Regions from separate parts of the Sus scrofa genome. Here region 1 is linked to region 2. The links are chromatin contacts, called in public Hi-C maps. All regions are on one chromosome and are shown on one strand. The core of a region is the stretch at or near the end of the contact, and the rest is flanking DNA. Distances in the headings are between cores, read along the strand shown. Region 1 overlaps BCR (breakpoint cluster region protein). Region 2 holds the start of BCR (breakpoint cluster region protein).

Region 1 (4,249 bases), core at 298-2,797, 78 kb before region 2:
ACCTCTCCAGGCTCGCTGCAAAGAACACTAGGTCTCCTCCTAGAGAAGCTGCCCTGAGCCCCCTGGGACTGTGCATCTGGTGGGGGCCGGCTCACTCACCCTCCACTCTGCTTCTTGAGCTTGGTGCACAGGAGCAGGTCGGTGAACAGGAAGACATGCCGCAGCTTGCGGGCCCCCTCCACCAGCTCCACCATGAAGCTGTCCTTCAGCAGCTGCCGGTGCTGTGGGCGGGCAGGGGCTGGTCAGGGCAGGGGCAGCCAGGCCTCCACCCCCACCCCCACTTTTAGCTCATCCACTTTAAACACACACACACTACACCCTTGCTCTTTGTTCCACAAAGTTCCTGAGCCCCTGCGTCCATGGCTGGTGGAGGAGGGTGAGCAGACAGGGTAATGGCCAGTGGACTGGAGGCCATGTGGCAGTCAAGGTGATTGTCTGCTGTGAGGACGGTAGGGGGAAAGAGACCCTCAGTGGGGGGCCATGCCTCCCCAGCACACACCAGAGACCCAGAACAGGCAAGAAGCTGGCCACATGAAGAGGGAACATTCTGGTACAGGGACTGTCAGGGCACAGGTGAGAAGAACTTGGTGCTCCAGGCACAGATGGGCAGCTAGGTGAGTGGGAAGGAGACAGACCGGAAGAACTCTGAGGGGGGCAGGCCTGGAGGTCATGCTAAGGGCTGGGCCTGGAGCTGAGGGCTTTCTAGGCTGCCTGGGGTCAGTGCCCACTGATGGGCAGGGGCTCACACAGAGGTTACACCTCTGATGCCCATCCAACACTGCAGCCGGACCTTGAGGTGGCCTCAGATGAGCCGGGAACTGGAGGCACAAACCCCCAGCAAGTGCTGCTCCTCCCTGTCCCTGGAGGCTTCACCTGAAAGACCAAGGGACAGTCCCACTGGCTTGCAGAGCTCCAGGGCACATGGACATTAGCAGGCAATTCAGCCAACAAACAGGGCTGAGGACACGGAGACAGGATGAGAGGCTGCCCTACCGCCTTGGGGGATGCTGTGCCTGGTCAATGATGTGACCCCATAACACCCCGTGGGTGGGTCCTTGTGCCATTCTGCAGACGAGAAGCCTGAGCCTCAGGGAGCAACACCAGACAGTGAGTGGGGACACTCAGTGGTCACTACCCTTGGGACCCCACAGCCCAGGAGGCGAGACTAGGGGCCCCTCAGGGAAGGAACCCCAGAGAGGGCAACTCCCAGGCCCTCACGCATCCGGAGGGTCAGACATGCACACCACAGTAGGCCAAGACTCACAGCCCCTCACTGCACCCCTGCCAAGTCTGGGCCCCTGGCTCCACTCTCACATGCAGCCGGAGATTCTTTTCAGGGAGACTGTGCCTCCCTGAACTCCCCCACGCTCTCTGCAGGAGTCCCCCAGATACACTGCAGCCTGGGCTGAGGCCCTCCACTAATACTCCCACGTCACTGTCACCTGAAGCTCAGCTCACGGCGGCCGCCAGCCCCTGGCTCAGAGAGCAGATGATTTATGCAGGAGCTGCCGGTGCCTACCAGACTGTAAGTGGAAGGGCAGGAGGGCTGCCCGCGTGCCAAGGCCATGACTCATCGTCACTGTCCTCGCCTGCCTGCTGTGGGCAGAGGCCCGGCCTACATCTGCACCCATGGGAAACACAGAAGTGTGTACCCCTGGAGATACTGCCAGGCAGTGGTGGGTACCCAGGCAGCCTGACTGAGGGGTCTGCACTGGTGGGGGGGCAGGTCTGGGAAAGGTCCCGGGACACTGAGGTCCTCGAGGGACGAATGGGCAAATGCCTCCTCAGCAGGGACGTGGCAGAGGGTCTTCCAGACCAGGAGGCAGGACCCAAGGACCTCCGTTAGGGGAAACTGCAGGCCTTTTCCCTACACAAAGGGGCTGAGCTTCTGCCTGCTGCCAGCAGAGGGCGCCCTATGTCCAGCTCAGACATGGACTCATCCCCCTTCTGGCAGGTCAGAATCTGCTGGGGTCCCAGCCACAACGGAGCCCCCAGTGGGCCCTCCCCTTCCCCTTACTAGGTCCTGCCACTCACATATTTGACCTTAGCCCCACCTTGGGCACCACCTTCATCCTCCAGAGACCACCAGGGTCACCCTGGCACTTGTGGTGGTCTGTAGGCCTACCCCTCCCTGTTAGTGGACATAGAGCCCCTTGTGCTCAGACGGCAGCCCTGTGGACTCAGTTGCTGGGCCCCAACCCACACATCCTTCCTGTGCAAATCCTAGTCTTTCCAGGAGAAACTCCCAGCCCACAAAGTTTTGATCCTACTCTGTGCAGCACCCCATCTCTGAGGGCTGTGCATGGAGCACAGCATGAGGGTGGACGGCATGGCTGTCCTTCGAGCACAGCAGGACCTCACCACCAGCTTCCCTGTCATGTCATGAGCGCCCCCCATCCCAGGGAGGCCCCAGGCTTCGGTTCTGAATCCCAGCTCACGCCAGGGTCCTGCAGTGACTCAAATAGAAAATGCCCCACAGACAGGCGACGTGCAGGAAGGGTCTCCCAGCTCTGGGAAAACAGGGTCCCCAGCCACAATGCTGACAAATCCAGGAAGGGAGCATGGACCCTGGCAGAGGGGCTGGCGTCACACTGTCTCCCAGGCCTGCGCCACTCTCTCCAGGCTGGTGGTCCCACCTGAGTAGCAGTCCGGGGCTCCAACCCTTGGTAAGATGCCTCCTTCTCGTTCAGAGAGACAGCAGGGGATAGAGGTCAACAGTGGGTCTGTGTGAGGCCCTGAGAGTGGCCGCTATGGTCTCTGAGTGAGGGGTCCAAAGAGGCTGCTGGATGGAGAGGACATCACCTAGGCCTCCCCTGCAGTGTCCTGTGCTTCTGCTCTGGCCTGGGGCCACAGGACCAGAGCCAGGAAGGAGGCCGTGACCCGGCCACCAGCCCTGCCTGGCTCTCAGAACCAGCACTGACTCCCGGCCTGGCAGGTCCTCTGGGGTTGCAGGCCAGAGCAGGGCTCACGCTGCACCTGGGCTCTGCTCTAAAGCTGGTGTAAGGTCCTGGGGTTGGAGCAACTATCCCTTTGATTTAGGGTCTCACTCAGAGCAAATGGCCCAGGGGTGGAGTGGTGGGAGAGAGACCTGGACACTGCTGGACCCCAGGACAGGACAGCACTGCACCTACAGAGTCTGAGGGTAGTGACGGAAGAGTGGGCTCACAGGGACCACAGCAGTGTGTGTGCGCAAAAGAGTGTGTTGCTGTGTTTCTCTATGTGTCCCTGCGTACCTTGATATGCCCCTCATGTGTACTGTGTCTGTGTGTGTCATGGAGCTGAGCAGCGGTGGTGGGAGGGAAGGCATCAGGTGGTGAGTTGACACACCAGCTGAAACGAACACCACTGCCTTCTCGACACTCCCCCTTGGAAGCCCCCCCACAACTGGGTAGGGACACCAACCAGAAAGGAGACCACTCTCTGCTCAAACAGATAACACTACCCACCAGGCCCCCAGGCCTCCTGCCTGCCCTCCTCTCCTCTCCATGTGGCGGTAACGCTGGTTCTGCTGCTTTGCTTCTCTGAGCCTCAGTTTCCTTAAAGATGGGGATGAAAAAGCCCTTCCCAGAGATATCTTTTAGAGTCTCACCCAGCTATTGGGAACCCTTTGCCCAGTCCTCTGTGGGTGCAGGCCCCATGTCCAGAGTTTCCCTGTCCTCATGTCCTGGTTCCTTATGATAATCCTGTCGGGGGGACACCATCACCCCCATTTCCACAAACAGGGAGGCTGCATCCTAGGTCGCATCTCCAGAGGGGGCAAAGTCTCCCCTAGGCTGGCCAGCCTCCTCCACGTGTTACCAGGGCAACATGGCCCCCAAGCCTCCTGGGCAGACGCACCTGGATGAGGCACACTATTATGGGCTGAATGTTTGTGCCCCCGCCCCCTACTCCTATGGTGAAGCCCCAACTCCTAATGTGATGGTATCTGGAGGCAGGGCTGCTGGGGGTGATGAGGTAAGAGGAGGTCATGGGGGTGGGGCCCATGATGGGATTGGTGCCCCTATGACAAGAAGAGGAAGACAGATCTCCCTCTACCATGTAAGGACATGGTGGAAAGATGGCTACGTGTGAGCAGGAGGCAAGCCCCACAAGACCCTGAGCACTCCACATCTGATCCCCATCTTTCAGCCTCTAGAAGAGTGAGAAACAAGTGCCTGGAGTTTAAGCTCCCTAGCTGGTTGACGGCATTTTGTTACAGCAGCCTGAGCCAACTGAGACACACATGCAAGGGAATCGGAAACCAGGGGGT
Region 2 (4,597 bases), core at 1,549-4,048:
TTTTCTGCTTTGTTAACAACGCTCTCCCACACCATGGTGCTGAGGGCCAGTTCAAGCTGGCTCACTCGGCCGACAGCTGGCCAGAGCAGGCTGGTGCCCATAGACCACAGGGCAATACTCCAGACCCCAGACAGGTTGAAGTGCCTGCAAAGCAGGTTTCTAAATACTACAGCCTTACGCCTCCCATGAGGGACTTGGGATGCGGCTGGGCCAGGCCACAGGTCCCAGCAACACACCGCTACCACTCCAGCTGCAGATGGAATGGGCAACTTAGATGTGCCTAAAACAAACAGGACGCAAGGCCCATCGCAAAGAGGCCGCTCCACAGAGCCAAAAATAGTCTCGCTGGGTTTCAAGAGGATTCTGGTGAAGGAAGCATATACACCACCATCAGCAAAAAAAGAAAAATCAATGGAGCAGAGAACCAGATCAGCCCAACAGGGACCAAGACTCCAGAGATTCCCGCTGGCCTCACCCACGCCCCCATCCCCCTCTTTACTTCAACCACAAACTGGACCTGGATCTCAAAACCCAGTCCCATTGCCCCCAAGCCTCAGAGTATTTGTACACAGATGTTATACACACGATCCCATAGGTTGAATCTTAGAGCCAGGAATCAGACCATGGACTGGGAGCCCAAAATAAGTGCCAGTAAGCAGAAGTCCTTGGGAAGACTAGAAAGCAAGGATCCGAAAATGGAGCTGGGGTGAGACATACAGGGGTGAGTAATGATGGGTGATCAGGACGGGTGTGGCTCTGCTCCAGCCCCGGATAAAATCTTCACCCCGTGGATCCTCAGTGGCCCACTGAGTCAGAACTGCCTGTCGCCTCACTTCCTCCTAATGCATATTTTCACCTGCACTGACTTGTGCAGGAGCTGCGAACCGACACTCCTATGGCCTGGGAGCAACTGGAACATCTTTGGTTCCCCAAACGTGTCACATAACTAACTCTCCCAGGACAGGTGGCAGGGACTGCCCAAGACACAGCTCAATCCCAGCTAAAAGCATCCATCCAGGCGGCAGAGGTGACCCTCTCTGTATACCATCTCTGTGCGCCAGTGGTGGGATCAGAGGACAAGGAGGTGACGGCCCAGAGCATCCTGGTCCTGACCCACAGAGAGTATGGTCGTGAGAAGCACAGGGCTCCAGAACCAAAGACAGGAGCCATCTACCATCCCCAGCACCACTCCTCCCACACTGGGAATCTGCAATCAGGAAGAGGGTGGGATGGAGTTTGTTCAGGCACAGGATCAGTGTGAATGCTTCCAGTCCACAACAGCATCTGAAAATCACTCCCCCAAGTATCTACCTGTTCCTCCCCGGATTCCCAAGCACTCAATGATTTCCAGCCAGGGGCAGGTGTGTCCACCAAGGTGGTGGAGGTACCCACCTGCGTCTCCGTGGAAGGCGCTGTCCTGAGGCAGCCTGCCGGACAAGTTGTCCCCATCGCTGGGCCAGATCTGTCCCGTCTTGCGGACACCTACAATGGTGGCCTCCGACACAACCACCTGGCCCTGCCGGTGCCGCTTCTGGCACTGGGGCGTAGGGGGGCTGCTGCTGTCAAAGGATTGTTGAGAGTTCTGCGAGGGCGAGCGGCTCTTGTCCCGGAACATGCGGTAGGTGGTGGGGCTCGGGGACACGCGGCTGGACTGGCCGGAGGAGAAGTCCTCCTCGCTGGAGGTAAGGTTCTCGTTGGAGCTGCAGTCTGGGGTGTAGCCGCCTCCGCTGTCCTCAAAGCTCCGAGGGGAGTAGGATCTGCGGGGCCAGGTAAGGCGCTTCTCCTGCTCCGAGGTGCTCTGGCTGCGCTGGAGCGGGCCCTTGCCCTCCCCTTCCACCATCATGCCCCCGACGTAGATGCTCTGGTAGGGCTGGTACTCCAGGGGCGGCCAGGGGGGCCTGCCGCCGCCATTGGCATTGATCAGGTTGTCCTTTAGGAAGCGTGGGTTCAACTCAGCGTCCTCGTAGTCGCCATCGAGGCCGCAACCGCTCTCAGAGGTGCGTCCACGGTAGGAGGGCCTGGACACGTCCACTGGGCCGGACCCGGCGCTCTGCTGGGACTTCTTGCGCTCCATTTGCATGGCCTGGCTGCCCAGGGAGCTGATATGGTCCGACACGTCTTTGTCGTTGACCTTCACCAGGCCGCGCTCGTGGTGGAACTCGACGTTCACGTAGAAGGGTTTCTCGGTGTCTGCCGCAGTAGGCTGGCTGGGGCCCTTGCGGATCCTCTCGAAGTTGGAGCGCAGCGCCGCCACGCTGGTGGGGGGCCCGCGGTCGTCGCGGTCCGCGGGAGCGGCGGCCCCAGGCCTGCGCGTAGCCGCCGGCCTGGCCTTGCCCGGGGAGCCCTCCCCGTCGGGCCGCGCCTCGGGCTCATCCACTGGAGGAGGGTCGGCGCCGTCGGCGGGCGCAGGCGGGAGGCGCGGCGCGCGGGGCTCCGCGGCGCCGTCGGGGGGCTGCGCGGCGCGCCGGAAGCCCCAGCGCTGTCGGTCATAGCTCTTCTTCTCCTTGGCCAACAGCGTCTGCAGGTAGATCATGCGGAAGCGCTCCTGGTTCACCTCCTGCTCCAGGCGCCGGATGGAGGCCTTGCAGCGCTCCAGCTCCTGCTCGATGTCTCCCACTGAGCGCAGCTCCATGCGCGGCGGCTCCGAGTCCGGGAACTGCGCCTTCCACGCCTCGGCGAAGCCCACCGGGTCCACCATGGCGCTGCCGGCCTCACCTGCGCTAGCCGGCTGCGCGCGGGGCCCGGCTTAGCGGCGACGCGGCGGCCTCGCCAGGCCCGGCCCGGAGAGCCGGGTGGCCCCCATTCCCCCGGCGGGGCGGCGGCAGCAGCGGGGGGTGAACAATGCCCGCCCCCTCCGGGGCGGCAGGTGAAGCTGCGGCCCGGCTCCCCCGGCGTGGGGCGGGGCGCGGGGCGGGCGCGGCGCGCGCGCGCGCGGGGCGGGGGAAGGGCGCGGGGCTGCGCGCGCTGCTATTGTGTGCGGGGCTCCCAGCGCGCGGGGCGGGCACTGCCTCCGCTCCGCCGGGGCCGCTAGCCCATGGCCGCTGCTCGCGCGCTGCTCCTCGGGTTCCCGCGCCGCGCCCGGCCACCCCCTCCCCGCGTTGCGCTCTGCCCGCCGGCTCTCGCCGCACTCGCGCCCGGCCCGCACTCGCCGCCGCAGGAAGGGGAGGGCCGGGGGGCGGTGGCCGCGGCGCGGCGGACGGAGCGGGAGGGCCTCTTAAAGGGGCCGCTCCCCCACCCAGTTGCGGCACTGCCGGCGTTCCCGCGCTTGGGGAAACTGAGGCCTGGACAGCGAGTTCTGCCTTCCTGGGACAGGAATCCCGGGTCTTCATTGCTACCCAGCCCGCCGACCCCTCGCTGGCGTCAGGGCTGAGCGCGCCCCCAGCGGGGCCCTGCCCAGTGCGGAGCCAGCGGTGCCAACGGGTTGGTTGATGAAGCAACATCTGCCACACAGGATTGTCACAGAGATAATCAATAGGGATTTCTCCCTGAGGCCACCTAACACCCAGGTCTCCCTTCCTGCGGGCCTAAGCTGGGAGTTCCTCCCAGGGATGCCTGACTTAGAATTTATCTGTGTAATCTGCCTCTAAGGGGGTCGAAAGGGGCTGGGCGAAAGATAGGATACCCCAAGTGGGTAGTGAAACAAAATCTTTTCTCATCCCCCAGGGAAGCCCAGCGATCCTAGACACAAAGCAAGAAGGGTCACTGGAGGGAATTTGGGGGGTGCAAAATGAAAATACCCCTATCAGCTGGCAGGGTGAGGGGAAAAGGAAATAGGATTTGATTTGTCAACCAGAGAACCAGGCTTGAGTCCTGCCCCTCCTCCCACCCCACGTCTCTGTTTCCTGGGCGTTGCCAGGAGCCCCCTGTTGGAGTCCGTGGGGGACTATTGTCACTGCATGGATGTGAGAGGTTATCTTACCCTCCCCCAGGTTTCAGTGCCACCCAGAACGGATGCCCTGACATCTAATCTAGAGGAACAGAGCCCAGGGCCAGCAGCCAGGCCAGCCTGGCTGGGATTCAGCTCTCTCCCACTCCAGGCTTTGTGACCTTGGCAATTCCCTTTCCCTCTCTGAGCTGAAGTTCTGTCCTCATATGTAAGAGAGGGCCCCTCTTACATGTCATAAGCACTGCATGTAAAGCAGCCAGATGGGACAAACAGATAACACTCTCTGTTCCTTTCATGGCTCTTTAATGTTGATGCCCTGGGAGAGTGGCAGGAAAAGCCCTGGGGCAGGACTTGCTGACAACCCTAGGCTCAGCTCACAGCAGCCCCCTGCAGGCTCTCCACTCTCCTGCTGTACCCCCCCCCCCACCCCCACTCCTCTGCAAGGCTGACAAGGCCCTTGTAAAGCATTTCTGCAGGGGAGGAAATGGGAGCTGATGCCCTGACTCTGGGGCCAGCAAAGCCAGGCTGGAATCCCAGCAGTGTCCATATTCTGAGGACCATTTCTTTAAAACAGCTGTAAAAAAACCCTGACCTCACAAGGCATAACACACAGCAGCTCACCATTGGTATCAGCTACCTTACTGGCAGACTAGAACCCAGGACTCTGGGACCCCATTCCCTGGCCATCAGCAGGGAGAATCCCAAAGCACA

The links. A called contact is a pair of places that touch in the nucleus more often than the background predicts.
Region 1: a contact with region 2 is called in a Hi-C map of omental adipose tissue, with 2.5 times the contacts expected there. The contact joins the enhancer-like site here to the promoter of BCR in region 2. A contact is called at or near these places in 1 of 5 promoter capture datasets (liver), 20 of 47 Hi-C or Micro-C datasets (adipose tissue, alveolar macrophages, blood and 13 more) and 2 of 2 datasets of contacts at active chromatin or transcription factors (alveolar macrophages and skeletal muscle).

Annotation. Positions count from the first base shown.
Region 1 is chr14:49,283,644-49,287,892 of Sscrofa11.1, reverse strand. It overlaps BCR (breakpoint cluster region protein), which reads right to left. Exons shown (of 23, transcript XM_021074056.1): 9 at 100-221. Among named protein-coding and RNA genes, the nearest start is that of SPECC1L, 47 kb to the left of the region's middle. Within about 2 kb of position 1,547, at least 18 of the 83 cell types and tissues checked have an H3K27ac peak or open chromatin away from gene starts, as enhancers often do. A contact at or near this core is called in omental adipose tissue, where this site is marked.
Region 2 is chr14:49,206,863-49,211,459 of Sscrofa11.1, reverse strand. It overlaps BCR (breakpoint cluster region protein), which reads right to left and starts at 2,798. Exons shown (of 23, transcript XM_021074056.1): 1 at 1,393-2,798. The coding sequence starts at 2,698.